Regions from separate parts of the Sus scrofa genome. Here regions 2 and 3 are each linked to region 1. The links are chromatin contacts, called in public Hi-C and HiChIP or PLAC-seq maps. All regions are on one chromosome and are shown on one strand. Each heading gives the region's core, a stretch centred on a gene start, on an enhancer-like site or on the middle of the called end of the contact. The rest is flanking DNA. Distances are from core to core; before and after follow the strand shown. Region 1 holds the start of IYD (iodotyrosine deiodinase). Region 2 holds the start of PPP1R14C (protein phosphatase 1 regulatory subunit 14C). Region 3 holds the start of LOC100521647 (NKG2D ligand 4-like).

Region 1 (4,539 bases), core at 283-2,782:
CCGTAGATCAGGCAAATCAGCCGCATCGCTACCATACACACTCTAGAGGTCAGCTGACCTTCTTTCCTTCTGTCTTTATCTCTTTTCTTTTTTTTCAGCAAGAGTTTCTCAAGGAGGGGTACAGCGCATTGATTAAGTCCTGGCACAGGCTCTTTGAGTAGCACTGTCCCCAGTCACCCTGGGTTTGTCAAGACAGCACAAGCTTTATGTCCTCAGTGGAGTCAGGTCCTGTCTCAGACTGAATGAGGGACCCAGAGTGCACCTCTGTCATAACACTCGACGCGCTGTATTGTAATGCTCTTTTTTTTCTTTTTAGGGCCGCGCCCACAGCATACGGAGGTTCCTAGGCTAGGGGTCGAATCAGAGCTGTAGCCGCCGGCCTACCCCACAGTCACAGCAATGTCAGATCCAACCCACGTCTGCGACCTACACTACAGCTCATGGCAACGTTGGATCCTTAACCCACCGAGGGAGGCCAGGGATCGAACCCACAACCTCATGGTTCCTAGTTGGATTCATTTCGGCTGCACCTCGACGGGAACGCCTAGTATCTATTTTTTAACTACAAAAATAAATCGCACATGCAAAGCCATGAAAAAGAATGCAGTTCTGATACATGTCAAAACATGGATGAACCTTGAAATCCTTCCACTAAGTGGAAGAGGCAGCCCCCAAAAGACAAATACTGTATCATTCCAGTGACATGAGGTTCTTCGAGTGGTCAGATCATAGCAACGTGAAGTGGACGAGAGGTTATCAGGGGCTGTAGGAAGAGGAAGCGGGGGGTTATTGCTTAATGAGTAGAGAGTCTCAGTTTGAGATGATGAAGCAGTTTTGGGAAGAGTGGTAAGGGGTTATAACATTCTGAATGTACTGGGCACTTAAAGGGGGCCAGGAGGGTAGCTTCTGCAGGATTATATTTTATCACAATAAAAAGGTAGAAAAAAATAGCACATGCGAGTTGAAAAAAATTTCAAATAATGCTCGGACTTCCCGTGTGGCTCGCAGTGAACTTCAAATAATGCCGACTCACCTGTGAGTGGGAGACCTGAGCGAGCTCTTGCCCCAGTGTCCGAAAGCACAGGGGACTCTCCCAGGAGGCTTGGTAACCACTCAGATGGGGCGGGAGCTTGGCTGAGAATGGGCCACTCCAGCTGCTTCCTCGCTCCTGGCAAGTGGAGGACACATTGCTGTTCAAGAGGAAGCCTGGCTCCCTTCCACCACGGCTGCCAAGATCTAGTGCCTCCCCGTGTCGCCTCGGATCCTGGCAATTATTGTCTAAGGATAGATTGACTGAGCACACAGTTTAACCAAGGGCAGGAGCCCGTTCCCAGCCCCACCACACACCCCGATGCACACGGCTGTGATCTTTGCTCCTTTGCCAAGTCCTGGGAGAGTCAGCGTTCATCCCGTTCCCGCCCCAGGCTCACCTCTCCGTGCCTTCACTCCGACTCCCGGCATTCCCCACTGCCGTCCCTGTTTGTTTAAATACCAGCCTGGGAAGGATGGGCACCGGTCGGGATCGGCCTCACCACCATGTTTCTTCTGACTCCAGTCTTGGTAGCCGTTGTCTGCATTTTGATGGTGTGGATCTTTAAAAATGCTGATGGAGCCACCAAGAGAAGGGAAGAGGAGCCTCGAGCCAGGGCTGAGGCTCGACCCTGGGTGGATGAAGACTTGAAAGACAGCACTGATGTCCTCCAGGTGGAGGAAGGTAAGGATCCCGGCCAAACTGCTCCGGCTCCCCCGTCTGTATCTTTATGATGAGGACAAATGGATGGCGGGGCTGATGGAGAGGAAGAAACATAGGCAGGTCAGTTTCATCATCAGCCTCTATCGCACAAAGGAATTAGTGTGTGGCAGAGACCATTCGTTTCTCTTGGGTGGTCTTCCTGCCACCTGCTGGCACCAACTCCTCCTTTCTTCCTGGCTGCTCGAGAAAGAGCTGGTGAGGGGCTGATGTTTTCTCTAGCTCCAGTCCTGCCCTGGCTGCTAAAATCTTTCTGAAGGGGCACATCAGAGACTGGGGTGGCCATGGATTTAGTAGTCAGGTGGTTGTTGTTGTTGTTTGCTTTTTTAGGGGAGCACCTGTGGCATATGGAGGTTCCCAGGCTAGGGGTCCGATTGGAGCTGCAGCTGCCAGCCTATGCCACAGCCTCAGCCGTGCAGGATCCAAGCCAAGGCTATGACCTACACCACAACTCACGGCAAGGCTGGATCCTTAACCCACTGAGCATGATCTGAGATTGAACCTACATCCTCATGGGTGCTAGTCAGGTTTGTAACCTGCTGAGCCACAGCGGGAACTGCTGGTAGTCAGGTTTGGATGAAGAACTTGACATTTAAAAATGGCATCTACCTAGGGGCTCCCTACTTCTCCTTGTACCTGGCATGCGGGTTAGAGATGAGTGGCCGCCGTCCTCAAAGCTGAGTGTCCAGTTCAGCAGACAAGGCCATAAGACAGGCGAGGGATTGGATGGAAGTGATTATAAGGTGTTTTGAGAAGGCTTGGGGATGCAGTGGGGCAGTTAGAAAAAGGCTGAACCAGGCTGGGTGGATCCATAGAATAGGAATAGCAAGAGGCTAAGAGGAGCAGAGTGAGCACGAGTGCAGGGCTGGGAACCCCGGGAAAGACACTGAGAAGATGGGAGGACTCAGAAGGGGATGAAAACAAGGGGGGAATTGAGGGCAGGCCTGGGCCTGGTTGGCCTGAGAAAGAGGAGGCGAGGGAGGAGAGAGGAAGTGACAGGTTCTTGGGGGCCTTGAGTAGCCCGTGTTTGAGGTTTACCGGAGGTGGTTGGTGGGGAGGATTCAATTTGGAAGAGGCTCCAGTGCCTCTCCGCTGGAGCTGTGATGCTTCCACCCTCCCACCAACAGAGGCCACCTGGAAGTGTGCATGCGTGTGCGTGGGCACGTGTGCATGTGCTCGCGGGTTCGTCCTAATCTCGGGATTGGGGGTGGGGCCAGCCATGCTGAATGTACTGCCCAGGATCCGGGCCGAGGCAGCTCTGAGCAGGGCTGCCTCCTTCTCTGCCACGCTGAGGGATCTGCCCCCGAAGGGCAGTCAGCCTACCTGAGACGCACGTCCCCTGATGGAGGGGAAACCCACTGAGAAGCTGGTAATGAACCATTCTGGCCTCGATGGGCTGCGTGGTGGTGGCAGTGGGAGGCAGAGGAGGGAGGAGATGGGCGGGAAAGTAAAGGAAGGACGACAGAGCCTGGAAACAAATGAGAGGTTGGGAGAAGCTGGGCGTCTGGTTTTGAGACTGGGAGCCTCAGAAGGACACGCTCACGGGTGAGGGAAGTGGATCTGGTTTAAGGGAAGGACACCCAGTGTCGTGCAGGCCACCGGAGGTCTGAGAGGACAGGGGACCATGGGAGCAGAAAGCCAGGGAGGTTTCGAAGGGAGGGACCCTGGACATAGTCTCCAGCACAGGGTGATGCTTGGAACTTGGAAAACTAATGAATCCCCTCCGTGGACTGCTAGAGAAGAAGGCTGAGGATTGAACTTGGTGGAAGCAACTTCAGATGAGAGGATTTAGGAGTTCCTGTTGTGGCTCAGTGGGTTAAGGACCTGATATTGTCTCTGTGAGGATGTGGGTTTCATCCCTGGCCTTGCTCAGTGGCTTAAGGATCTGGTGTTGCTGCCCGCTGTGGTGTAGGCCTCAGCTGCAGCCATTTAAAAAATATAATATAAAATTTAAAAAGAGGAATTGACATGGGAAGAGTGGACACAGAAAAGAAGGCCTGGGAAAGGAGGGCCAGGCTGGTTGCTCAGTTGTCAGAGGCTGAAGTCAGGCCATGATGGGAGTACTCAGCCCACGGAAACAGGCAAGCGCTGTAAACCAGGGCTCTTTTCCCCTCTTCTCAGAGAGGGCACACTGCTGACAAAAATACTGTGTAAGGTCAGCGTTCGACTGTGTTCACAGAGCATGTGATCAGCATAGCTTTCCTTTGCTGCAGGAAGCAATCGATTCCATTGCACCCTCACCTTTCGTAAGCTTTTGACACCCACTCATGCATACTGCTTTTAAAAGGCCGACTTACCACGACTGCCGTAAGACATGGTTCTAGGATGAAGGACAGACAAATTCAAATTCAGATGAGAGATTAGGGAGAAGAAAGGGCTTGGGAACATTGCCCTTGGAATCGGGCAATGTTTGGGGTTCTGCGTGGGTTCTGCTAGGGAAGAGCGAAGGTCTCGATAGGACCCGGGGGCCCCACAAGAGGTGACACGGTTCAGATAACAAGTTGAGTCCACTTTACCTGGGATCGTGTTGCCTTTTTCAGGGGCTTTCCATCTGGACACCCTCAGAGTCTCCAGCTCCCGTCCACCCCGGCTGCTGCTGGTGAAATAATCTATACGGCAGCCACAGGTTCACACAGAAAGCAGAGGGATGGCTGAGGCAGTTGAGGAAGAGATGCTTCTTGGGTCAGGTGTCGAGCCCTGAAATTGCTCCCATCACCACCTTCAGAATCTGTCTCCTGCGAGAGCTGTGCGACCCCGAGCCTTATGAGTATTGCTGCTCAAGGCTCTCC
Region 2 (4,969 bases), core at 1,478-3,977, 170 kb before region 1:
CAGTACTTGAAATCTGCAAAAACAGGAATTCTCGTCTCCATCAGGATTTGATCTTTTGAGTTTTGATTATTCATACATGGAGTTAAGTGTGTGTGTGCGTGCGTGCATATTTGTGGTGGGAGTGGGGAGCTGTGGAGTTCAATTCACATGTAAATTATGTCTTGGGTGGAGCTTTGGATTTCAACTCCTAATTTGGAGTCAGGGTGACTCATTTTGCACATCTGAAGGTCAGTGTACCCTAGGAGAGAGACTGACTCCTCCCTGGCTTGCTTGTCTACAAGTTAGGATGCCCCAAACTCTAAATTTCTTCTTAAATGTCTCTTGGTACTTGTTATTTTCTAAGTCATCAGTGAAAAGTGAATTTTAAGCATCAAGGCAAAAGCATCTTATTCAGAGAGCAAAAAAAAAAAAAAAAAAAAAAAAAAAAAAACGGACAAGAGACATTCTCAGAAAGAACTTAGTGAATTTTTATAAATCCTTTGAAGTTATTCTTGAATGACTGAACTCATTGTCCCAAGACTCGAAGGAAGGAGTTGGAATTTCCCACACTTTGCCACACTCCTGGGTCATAGGCACAATTTTCAAAGTAATTGGTAGAGCCAAGCCCCAGCGCCCGAATGAGGCCGAGATTTTATATAGTTGCTCCTTCATTAATATTTTAGCTGCCTTGTTTTGATTGAAATTCTCCGGGTTGGTCCAGTTGGGTAAAGCTGGTGCTAGCAACTTGGATGAGTGCCAGCTCTCCAGAGGGAGACGGGCTCATTCAGTCCCTGGAGACTCTATGTGATGGCTGCCCTCCCTCCTCCTCCTTCCTCCTCCTCCTCCTCCTCCTGGCTGACAAAGTCCCATATTGTTGAGGTGCTTGTCCTCTTGGCTATGCGAACAAGGTTTAAAATGATCTACCCCTAAGGCAGGTGGGAGTAGAGGTGATGTGGAGAGTTCCCATCAATCTCTAGGAGCCAATCAGGGTCGTTCCATTTCCCTTCTTTGTGAAAGGAAAGGTCTGGTGGGGAGTGCCCATTGAGCCTCAGCGAAAAGAACCTGCTTTGTATCCATGAGGATGCGGGTTCAATCCCAGGCCTCGCTCAGTGGGTTAAGGATCCAGTGTTGCCATGAGCTGTGGTGTACGTCAAAGATATGGCTTGGATCTGGCGTTGCTGTGGCTGCAGCTCCAATGCAGCCCCTAGCCTGGGAACTTCTTTATGCTTCAGCCTTGAGCCTTTCTAATTTTGAGAGGGAGCCACCTTATTTCACACAATTCTCACTAGAATTTTCCTTTCAGTCGTCAAGGCCAGTCCTGTCCTGCTATTGAGCTTCAGGCATGGAACACGGGAAAATCCCTTCTCAGTCAGGTTCTGGCTGGAAAGCCACCTCAGCTGAAGAAATAAAGCAGACACAGGCAGGGATGTGAGTGAAAAAGACCAGGGCAGCAGTTGCAGAGACAAAGGAGGCAGGACAAAGCTCCTGGCTACTTTTATTTTCGGTGTCTTTGTAGCTGTGAGTCTAGGAGCCCACATAAAATCCTCTCCATCAGGAGAAAGTGTTCAGAGGAAATTGTGATTCTTTTTTATCTCTGAGAAACTTATTTAAGTAACTGCTAGGAATCTTTACCAGATTAAAAACCTTCATAAAAGCTACTTACTTGTGTTTGAACATTTTTGTGGTTTCCTTCATTTGCCGGAACAGAAAAATATTGGTACATAGAACAGAAATATATTAGCATCTGCATATAATTTTGCGCCCATACACCTGTCGTTTTCTGTTTTATAACTTCTCCATCTCCTTGCCCTAAACCTTAAAATAAGCTCATTCATTTGTAACTCTCCTTGGCTGTATGATGTTTTAAACGCAGTGCTGCTGCTTTCCCAGCTAAAAGGTGTTTGTTTGGAAACGGTAAGGAGAGAGAAAGACTAGCTCTGCAGGGAATACAATACTAGAAATAAGACCAGTAACCGCCGCTGACTCTTAGAGAAATGTTTGCTGTCAGTACCTTAGCCCGAGAGATGATCAAGCCTTCTGCCCTTTAGCTATAAGCCCTTTAGCTATAAGGAATGCTCTCCCTATGAGGAAACAAGACATCATGTAGGGGGAGAAAAACTGGCCTGAAGAGAATTTCTCAGGCGCAGTGATTGCTGGATTGCTCAAACACTGCCTTGTCAATTTTTCTCACAATCCAAGAGCGGAAGTGGCATGCAGAGGAACGGGTGTTTAGAGAGGCGGGGTGGGGCCGGGAGGGGAGGAAACACTTCCCCGCCATCCTTGGAGGCGGTAGGGGAGGTAAACCTATGCGCGGAACCTCCCGCGCGGTCCCTTCCCGCGTCCCCCGCCCCGGTGGTCGCCTATCCTCGGCAGCGCTGGCCGAGGCGCGAGAGGTGGCGGGTTGCCTGCGCTTGGGGACGGCGGGAGGAGCGCAATCCTCGTGTCTCGGAGGACGGGACACGGTCACCTGCGCGAAGGACCGCCCCTGGCACCGGACCCAAACCCGTCTCTCCGTGTCTACACCCAAGCGCCCGCGGGTGTCTGCGCGCACACATCCCGGCTCCCGCGCGCGCAACTCCCACGCCCCGGGCCCGCTGCCTGCCAGGCGCCAGATCCGCCTCCCGGGCTGGATCGAGAGGGTCCTCAGCGGCGTCTTTAAGGCTGCGGACCCCGCCCCTCCCTCCTCCCAGACCTCCCCCGCCCGCGCTCCTCCCTGTCGCCGCGGCTCCTCCCGACCTCCCCACGCGCAGACGGCGTCGCGGAGCAGGTGCTGGCGAGCCCCGCGCATGCCGCTGCCTGGCCCGAGGTGGTAGCGGCGCCCGGCGCGCTCCGCCCGCCTCTCCTTCGGGCCGCACTCGGGCTCCGGCGCGCGCGGGGACATGTCGGTGGCGACGGGCAGCAACGAGGCGGCCGGCGGGGCCGGTGGCGGCGGCGCGCGGGTTTTCTTCCAGAGCCCCCGGGGCGGCGCGGGCGGCAGCCCGGGCTCGAGCAGCGGCTCGGGCTCCTCCCGGGAGGACTCGGCGCCGGTGGCCACGGCGGTTGCTACCGGGCAGGTTCAGCAGCAGCAGCAGCGGCGCCACCAGCAAGGAAAAGTGACAGTGAAATACGATCGCAAGGAGCTTCGGAAGCGGCTGGTGCTGGAGGAGTGGATCGTGGAGCAACTGGGACAGCTGTACGGCTGCGAGGTACCTGGGAGAGGGGCCTGGAGGGACCCGGGCTGCTAACACAGGAATTCTCCCCGGCCGGCTCCTTGCCGCGCTGGCTCCTGGGGACCCAGGGCTGGAAACTCGTTCTCTCTTCAGGGTGCCCTCTGGTGCCAGGGCGCAGCGATTGGGACGCCCCACCTGGGTTCAGCTGCGGGGTGCCTGGAGAGCTGTGGACCCCCTTGATGGCCGTGGGGAGGGTCGTTCTTGCTCAGCGCTTTGCATTTCTCCGGGCCCTGGGAGCTTCTCGGCTGCAGCGGCAGATACCTGAAGTGGGGGCTCGAAGGGATTCACCCCAGCTGTGCGCAAGCCCACGAAAACATCACTCACCTTTGGGATCCTGGCAGCCCTGAATTTCGTGGGGAGGGAGCAGAGAAAATGCTGAAAGCTGCTTAACGGAAAGGAGAGGTTCTGGAGATCTTAGGGGCCCCCCTGGATTCCTGAAATAATACATTAAGATCATGAGCTGAACACTTTCCCTTTTCCAGCCAGCCCCGACGCGTGTCCCCATAATTCGTCCTTGCATTACCCAAGCTGCACACGTTGGGCTTTGTTGAAGCAGCTTTCTTTTCTTTCTTTCTTTTTTTTTTTTTTTTCCCTCTCCAATTTCAGTGACTCCTGTCGACTGGCGCAGAATGAGAGCCTTGGGCAACCTGGAAGAGTGCCTGGGTGGAAGGAAGGGAGCCTGCGGGTGGTGTGCCGGGGCCCTGACATCCCCCAACTCCCCCTCCAATGCCACATTTACTTCCCACAATCAGGGGCTAAGCTTACCGCAAGTCTGACTGTCGTGTATACATTTGATATCAGGAGAAATATTTAGAATGTACTGTAATGGACATATGTGGTAGAAAAATGACCAAAGTTGAAAGGACCTCCAATGAGAGTCTTTAATGACAGGAAGTGTAAATGAAGTATTCTGCTTCTCTAAGGGAGTGGAGTTTGGAAAGGGTAGCAAGATGAAGAGGAATAATAATTAAGGATATGGCTTCTGAGTTAACGCTAGGGTTGTGTCCATAGGGCTGTTGGCCTCTTCAGCAAACACGAAAGCCAGATGAACCCACTGGCTTCTCCACTGGTTTGGATTTCACACATTTTATGGCCTATTATGAAGACATGTTTTCCTGAACATTCTCATGCGCAAGGAAACAGCATTCTCATTACAGACTCCTGATGAATGATTATGATATAATGAAGCCTGACTGTATGACTAATGGGCTTGTAAAAAAATATATATTGTTTCTCCAGCCCAGCTCTTATAAAAAGCCATTTTAATTGCATAAATAAAAACTAGCCCAAATAGGAGGCGTTTATGGGATTTTTTAAAAATAGGAAGTTGGCCAAACTCTTTAAAGAGTCAATATATTGAATTTAGATGGCATTGCTGCGGGATGGATGGCTGTGCTCAGCCTTGCCTCCGTGAGTCCAGTTACTTTTCATTTATTTCAAACTGGTCTTTATACTCCATTTTGGGTTTGGAGAAGACTTGGATTAATAGAGAAACTATTGTTGAAATTAACAATGCTTTAGCAATGCTCTTTCATGAGAGACTAATGAGATACAGCTTGGGAAAGAGTTCCAGCCCTTCAGCAGTTTCACAAATCATATATTTAAAAAAGTCTTCTGAATAATTGGGGAAAAAAATGAAAGACTGAGTGCTCACTATATTACACATGTAGGGTAGGTAGCTATTTTAAAGAATGAACATGACCTTGAACCTTTCCCTTGTACTTCGCTTCCCCGGTTTCAGACCTCGGTGTATGGCAGACAGCTAGAGATTTGAGAGGTTT
Region 3 (4,718 bases), core at 2,150-4,649, 240 kb before region 1:
AGGCTCCTGAAGGAAGATTCTGGAAAATCCTATCCTACTCCCATCACTGAACCTCCAGACAGAAATCAGAAATCAGTCACTCTATCCATCCATCCACCCATCCATCCATCCATCATATTTTCATATTTTCAGCTAAACCCACATAGGTGCTCAACCCACACAAGGGCAGGCACTGGACCTTGGAAGAGACCTACCACCTCCTCACACCTGCTCCGTTACCTGTGGGCTCCTGCTCCGGAACATTCTCCAAGTGTCCTAGGAATTCCCTCAGCCAGTGACCACAGTCTCCCACTGCGAGCTTCCTGAAATACTCAGCCAGGTCCTGGTCCTTCTGCCACTGCTCCTTGATCCCTGTGGCTCCAGGATTCACGAGTGTCCAGTTCATGTCCATGGCGTCAAGGAGGAGGGCCGTCTGCCCATCGAGGCTGAAGTCCCAGGAGGCAGCGGTGACTCGCTCTGCTTCAAGCTGACAGCACAGCTTGGCCTGCAGCTGGGGAGCACCTGCGACCCCACACACAGAGTCATCCCGACCCCAGGGTCCCTCCTCCCCCAGGGCTCATGTGTCTGCAGTCTAGGGGCCTGTGTCCTGCCCAGCAGGTCCCCGGGACTCTGAGGTGGGACCAGTGTCCCATTCTTCCCCATCACACCCCTTCCCCACATGGGCTCTGTGCTCCCCTCCCTTGCTCACTGTCCCCAGTCCCCCACCCCCTCCCCATACTCACCCGTGGTCTTCTCTGTCCCCAGGTTGACACATGCAGGACCATCCTGAGATCTCGGCTCACTCCTCCCAGGGTTCCAGTCAAGTCGCTCCATGCTTTGGTGCCATTTACCTCCTCCCCCAGGGGGCCCGAAGCTGTGACCTGGTTGCTGTCACTGTCATACTGGAGGAGAGGCTTTGTGTCCATTGAGCCCTTGACTTCACACCAGGGCTGTCCGGATGTGACAGTGAAGTTGAGGCAGAGCGAGTGAGCATCTGTGAGACAAAAGCACAGGTGTGTCCCCGGAGACCCCCCTGAAGGGCCTGGCTGCAGAGGTGGGGTCTCCATGTGGGGTCTCCCTGTGGCTGCTGTGGCCTTTGTCCTGCCTCCCCTTTAACGGTCTCAGGTTTAGGGAGAGGCTGGGAGGCCACTATGATCCCAACACATATACAAAATGTTACCAGGAAGCTTCACCTGACAAATGTTTTTAGTCCGTGTAACAACTGAGGTTCCAAAAGTATAACATAATTATCCTCCAGGGACTTAAAATTTGTATGAAGAGACAAAAGTTTCAAAAAGGGAAAAAAGACACCATGGCACATATGCTACATTCATAATGGGTCCAGGTACTCAGGAAAGGCTTCTGGGGATAGAAGGTGGCACTTGTCAGGACAGGGAGAGCTGTCGCATGAACATAGGACCAGGGACAGTGCTTTAGGCTGGGTCCCTGAATACTGGCTGTAAGTGACATCACTGTCCTCCTAAGAAGAGGTGGACAGGCAACCACCTGCCAGGAACCCCCCCACCCGCCTGCCAGGTCTCCAGATCCCAGGACACTCACAGCGCAGAGTCTCCCCGGGTTTTAGCAGCAGCAGCAGTGTCAGCAAAAGTAGACCTGTAGTGTGAGTCAGTGACATTCCCCGCAGCAGTCTCAGGAGACTAGCCAGAAAAAAGGAGCCTGGGCTGTGTCTACACTTCCACCACGGAGTACCTTCCAAAGTCTTTTGTCCAAGCCTGAGGAAGCCCTATTATTGTACAACAATGTAAAAAAACAATTAGACCAGGGACGTTTTGCAAGTTTGCAAGTTTGCAAAATGTAATTCCTCATTAAAAAAAAAAAAGACCTTAAAAACAAAATTCACTTAACTTTCCTCCACCCCTCCCCCACCCCACCCCCCTTTGCAGAGTGAGCTACACTGTGGAGGTTCTGTGAGCTCCCCCTCCCTGATTTCCGCCCCCCAGCCCGCACCGCCCCGCAACTTCCTCTTCCAAACCTTCCCGCTGACGTCCTCTCCTGCTGCTCCTCCCACCGCTTCCTTGGCCTCCTCCAGTGGCCAGGGCTCCCATCTCCTGGTCTGTGTGCCCAGATTTTCTCCCACCTCCAGTCTCCCACTCCTAACCTCTCCAACTTTCTCTCTAATAATTAAGATTCACTCTCACCAAGCACAGCCCAGTGTTAATCCGACTCATTGCAGACACAGCGAACCTGGCCTGCCCTCAAAGGTGAGTGTACAGTAGGTCCAACCAGCCTGTTGGAGCCAAGACTGAACAAAAGCCGAGGTTCTGGTTATTACCAGCGTCAGTTCGCCTGAACTTTGCAAACTCCTCCCGTAGGAGAAAATGGCCCCATGAAAAGGTAGAACGGAGAGACCCCGGCCATGAGGACTAAGCCAAGTCCAGCCAACTGCCCCCACCACCCCTCCTCCACACACCTGCTTCTGTAAACTTGTTTCTGCATCTACTACCTTGCCTGACCTCACTCCAGTCCCACCAGCCAAGCACGGACCGGCAAGGGGTAGCCCATAAAAGCCTTGTGAAACCCCTCTTCGGGGCTCAGGCTCCGGAGAGCGATCTCCACTGAGCCCGGCTGTGTCATAAACCTGAGTTCTCCAACTCTCCATGCTCACACCAGGTAAAAGCTGAGACACTGCGGCCACAGAGCTGCTGGAGTTGATACGCTACACCCACAGGGCTGTCGCCAGAGCTGATACGCACACTCCAAGCCCCTGGGAGAAGCTCGGCCAAAGCCAAGCTGCATAAATTTCAACCTGCTGCCCCTACCACCTCCTCCCCAGAGGTACCCCCAACCTTCGCACTCTCCCCACCCCCACCTTCTGCCCCTCACCCCCGCCATCCGCCGCCCAGGTGGGCCAAAAACCCCAGTCTCGCAGCCGGCGACTTTGGGACGGCGGGATAAGAGCAGGACCCCCCCCGGAGGCGATCTGCCCTGAGGTCTAACACACACCGATGCCCTCTCCTTCCCTGCTCACCCGTCTCTGGGCTCTGAGGCCTGCGGTCGGTGGGGCGCGGTCCTCCGCCCGGGAGGCCTGGGGCCCGCCTAGAGCCTCCCGGAGGCTAAGAGCATCCCCGTCGGGGTGTGTCCGCCCAGTGCTGCCCTCACGGGTTAGGAGATCGTAGGTGTTTGGATCCACGAGAAAAGTTCCGAGAACTCCCTCCTCGGGGTTTCCGTTTCCACCCCTTAATCGTCTCTCGATTTCTGGCGTCCCCGGCTGCGGCTGCAAAGCGGCCCCTTGGCCGAGGTCTCTGCGCTCAGAGACCACGCTCAGGGAGGGATCCGGTGTCGGCGTCTCTGAGTTCGAAGTGCTCATGGTGCGAGCGCGCCGGTTCCTTCCTCCTTCCCACTTGGGCAGGACTTTGGGCGGGGACTGGACAGACGAGCTATTTCTGGAGGATTCCTCTCTCGCCGGACAATTAGAACTTGTCCCCAGGGCACAGCTCGCCTTCCGACCTCCCTTCGGCGGGAGGAGTCGGGCGCACGTCACAGTTCGCTACTCCCACTTTCCGAACCCGCAGGCGGCGCCTGCCTTGTCTACCCTGCTACCCCCCACCACGCTTCCGAAACCGACTTTGCTTCCTACCGAGCTGGCAGCCACCACAAATCAGTCGTTCTCGGATGGACTCCGTGTCAGTCCGACGAAATAAATAGATAAAATAAAAATAAAAGTACCTGGCACCGGTCATCTAAATTCTTCTTCTGTCTGTCCCTCCCCCCTTTCAGCTCCTTTGATCTCACAGTGATGACTTTCTAGATTGTCTGTGATCAAGGCCAGAACAGGTCATCGGGAGCAGGACACCACCCACCCTCTCTAGGGCGCTGCTCTTCTATCGCGCTCCGATCTTGAACTTGAGCACTCACCACCGACCGCACAGGTATTCCGCAGCCCACATCCATCCCAACTACTCACTTCACACTGCCACCCACACTGAGGCTGTGTTGTGTATTGGCTGCATCTTATCTCACAGGTCAGATTAAGGCTCTTTTCTTTTCTCTTCTTTTTCAGCTGCTGGGGGCATAGGGAGTTCCAGGGACCTGAACCCAAGCCGCTGAAATGCCAGATACTTAACCTGCTGCTGCACTGGACAATTCCCACTTGCTTATGACTTTAAGTTGTCTTAATCCAGTTTTTTGTCTGTGTGTGTGGGGGGGGGAATGTGCGCGCGCGCGCGTGCTTTTTAGGGCCACACTCGCGGCATATGGAAGTTCCCAGGCTAGGGGTCCAATGGGAGCCACAGCCACGGGGGCGGGGGGGGGGGTTCCAAGCTGCAACTGCGATGCGCGCCACAGCTCACAGCAACGCTGGATCTACGACCCACTGAGCAAGGCCAGGGATGGAACCCGCATCCTCATGGATACTGGTCGGATTTGTTTCCACTGAGCCACAAAGGGAACTCCCTAGTCCACTTGTTTATGACAAAGACCCACAAGCTGGTTTTAGAAGAAAAGCTGTTTTGAAACAAGAATGATGTAAGATGTGTCAGGATAACGTCATCTCATCCGTTGCGGTTCACAAGCCCTTAGCAGCTTATGAAGTTACTCGACGATGACTGCCTCGCCCAGGTAGGAATAGCTGTCCCACGGGGCTCCTCTGGCAGCCGGTCATGAGAACATGTGGAGAAGCCGCTGTGACAGAGGGACCCTTACACTATAAATAGCGAGAGTTAGAATTTCAGTGTGGGCGAAAGCAGATCTAGCTTCCTGGAGGTCTTGACATGCTTGTT

What was found. A called contact is a pair of places that touch in the nucleus more often than the background predicts. HiChIP or PLAC-seq counts read pairs in DNA pulled down with a chosen protein or histone mark.
Region 2: a Hi-C map of skeletal muscle shows a contact between it and region 1, with 2.0 times the contacts expected there. The contact joins the promoter of PPP1R14C here to the promoter of IYD in region 1. A contact is called at or near these places in 1 of 47 Hi-C or Micro-C datasets (skeletal muscle) and 1 of 2 datasets of contacts at active chromatin or transcription factors (skeletal muscle).
Region 3: an H3K27ac HiChIP or PLAC-seq map of skeletal muscle shows a contact between it and region 1. The contact joins the promoter of LOC100521647 here to the promoter of IYD in region 1. A contact is called at or near these places in 1 of 5 promoter capture datasets (fetal skeletal muscle), 1 of 47 Hi-C or Micro-C datasets (embryonic fibroblasts) and 1 of 2 datasets of contacts at active chromatin or transcription factors (skeletal muscle).

The regions. Positions count from the first base shown.
Region 1 is chr1:15,776,140-15,780,678 of Sscrofa11.1, reverse strand. IYD (iodotyrosine deiodinase) reads left to right here and starts at 1,532. Exons shown (of 5, transcript NM_214416.1): 1 at 1,532-1,714. The coding sequence starts at 1,537. It overlaps LOC106508815 (a long non-coding RNA gene), which reads right to left and starts at 1,521. Exons shown (of 3, transcript XR_002342452.1): 1 at 1,431-1,521; 2 at 1,034-1,168; 3 at 474-763.
Region 2 is chr1:15,947,709-15,952,677 of Sscrofa11.1, reverse strand. It overlaps PPP1R14C (protein phosphatase 1 regulatory subunit 14C), which reads left to right and starts at 2,727. Exons shown (of 4, transcript XM_005659147.3): 1 at 2,727-3,164. The coding sequence starts at 2,859.
Region 3 is chr1:16,020,980-16,025,697 of Sscrofa11.1, reverse strand. It overlaps LOC100521647 (NKG2D ligand 4-like), which reads right to left and starts at 3,399. Exons shown (of 6, transcript XM_021086846.1): 1 at 2,969-3,399; 2 at 1,540-1,723. The coding sequence starts at 3,307.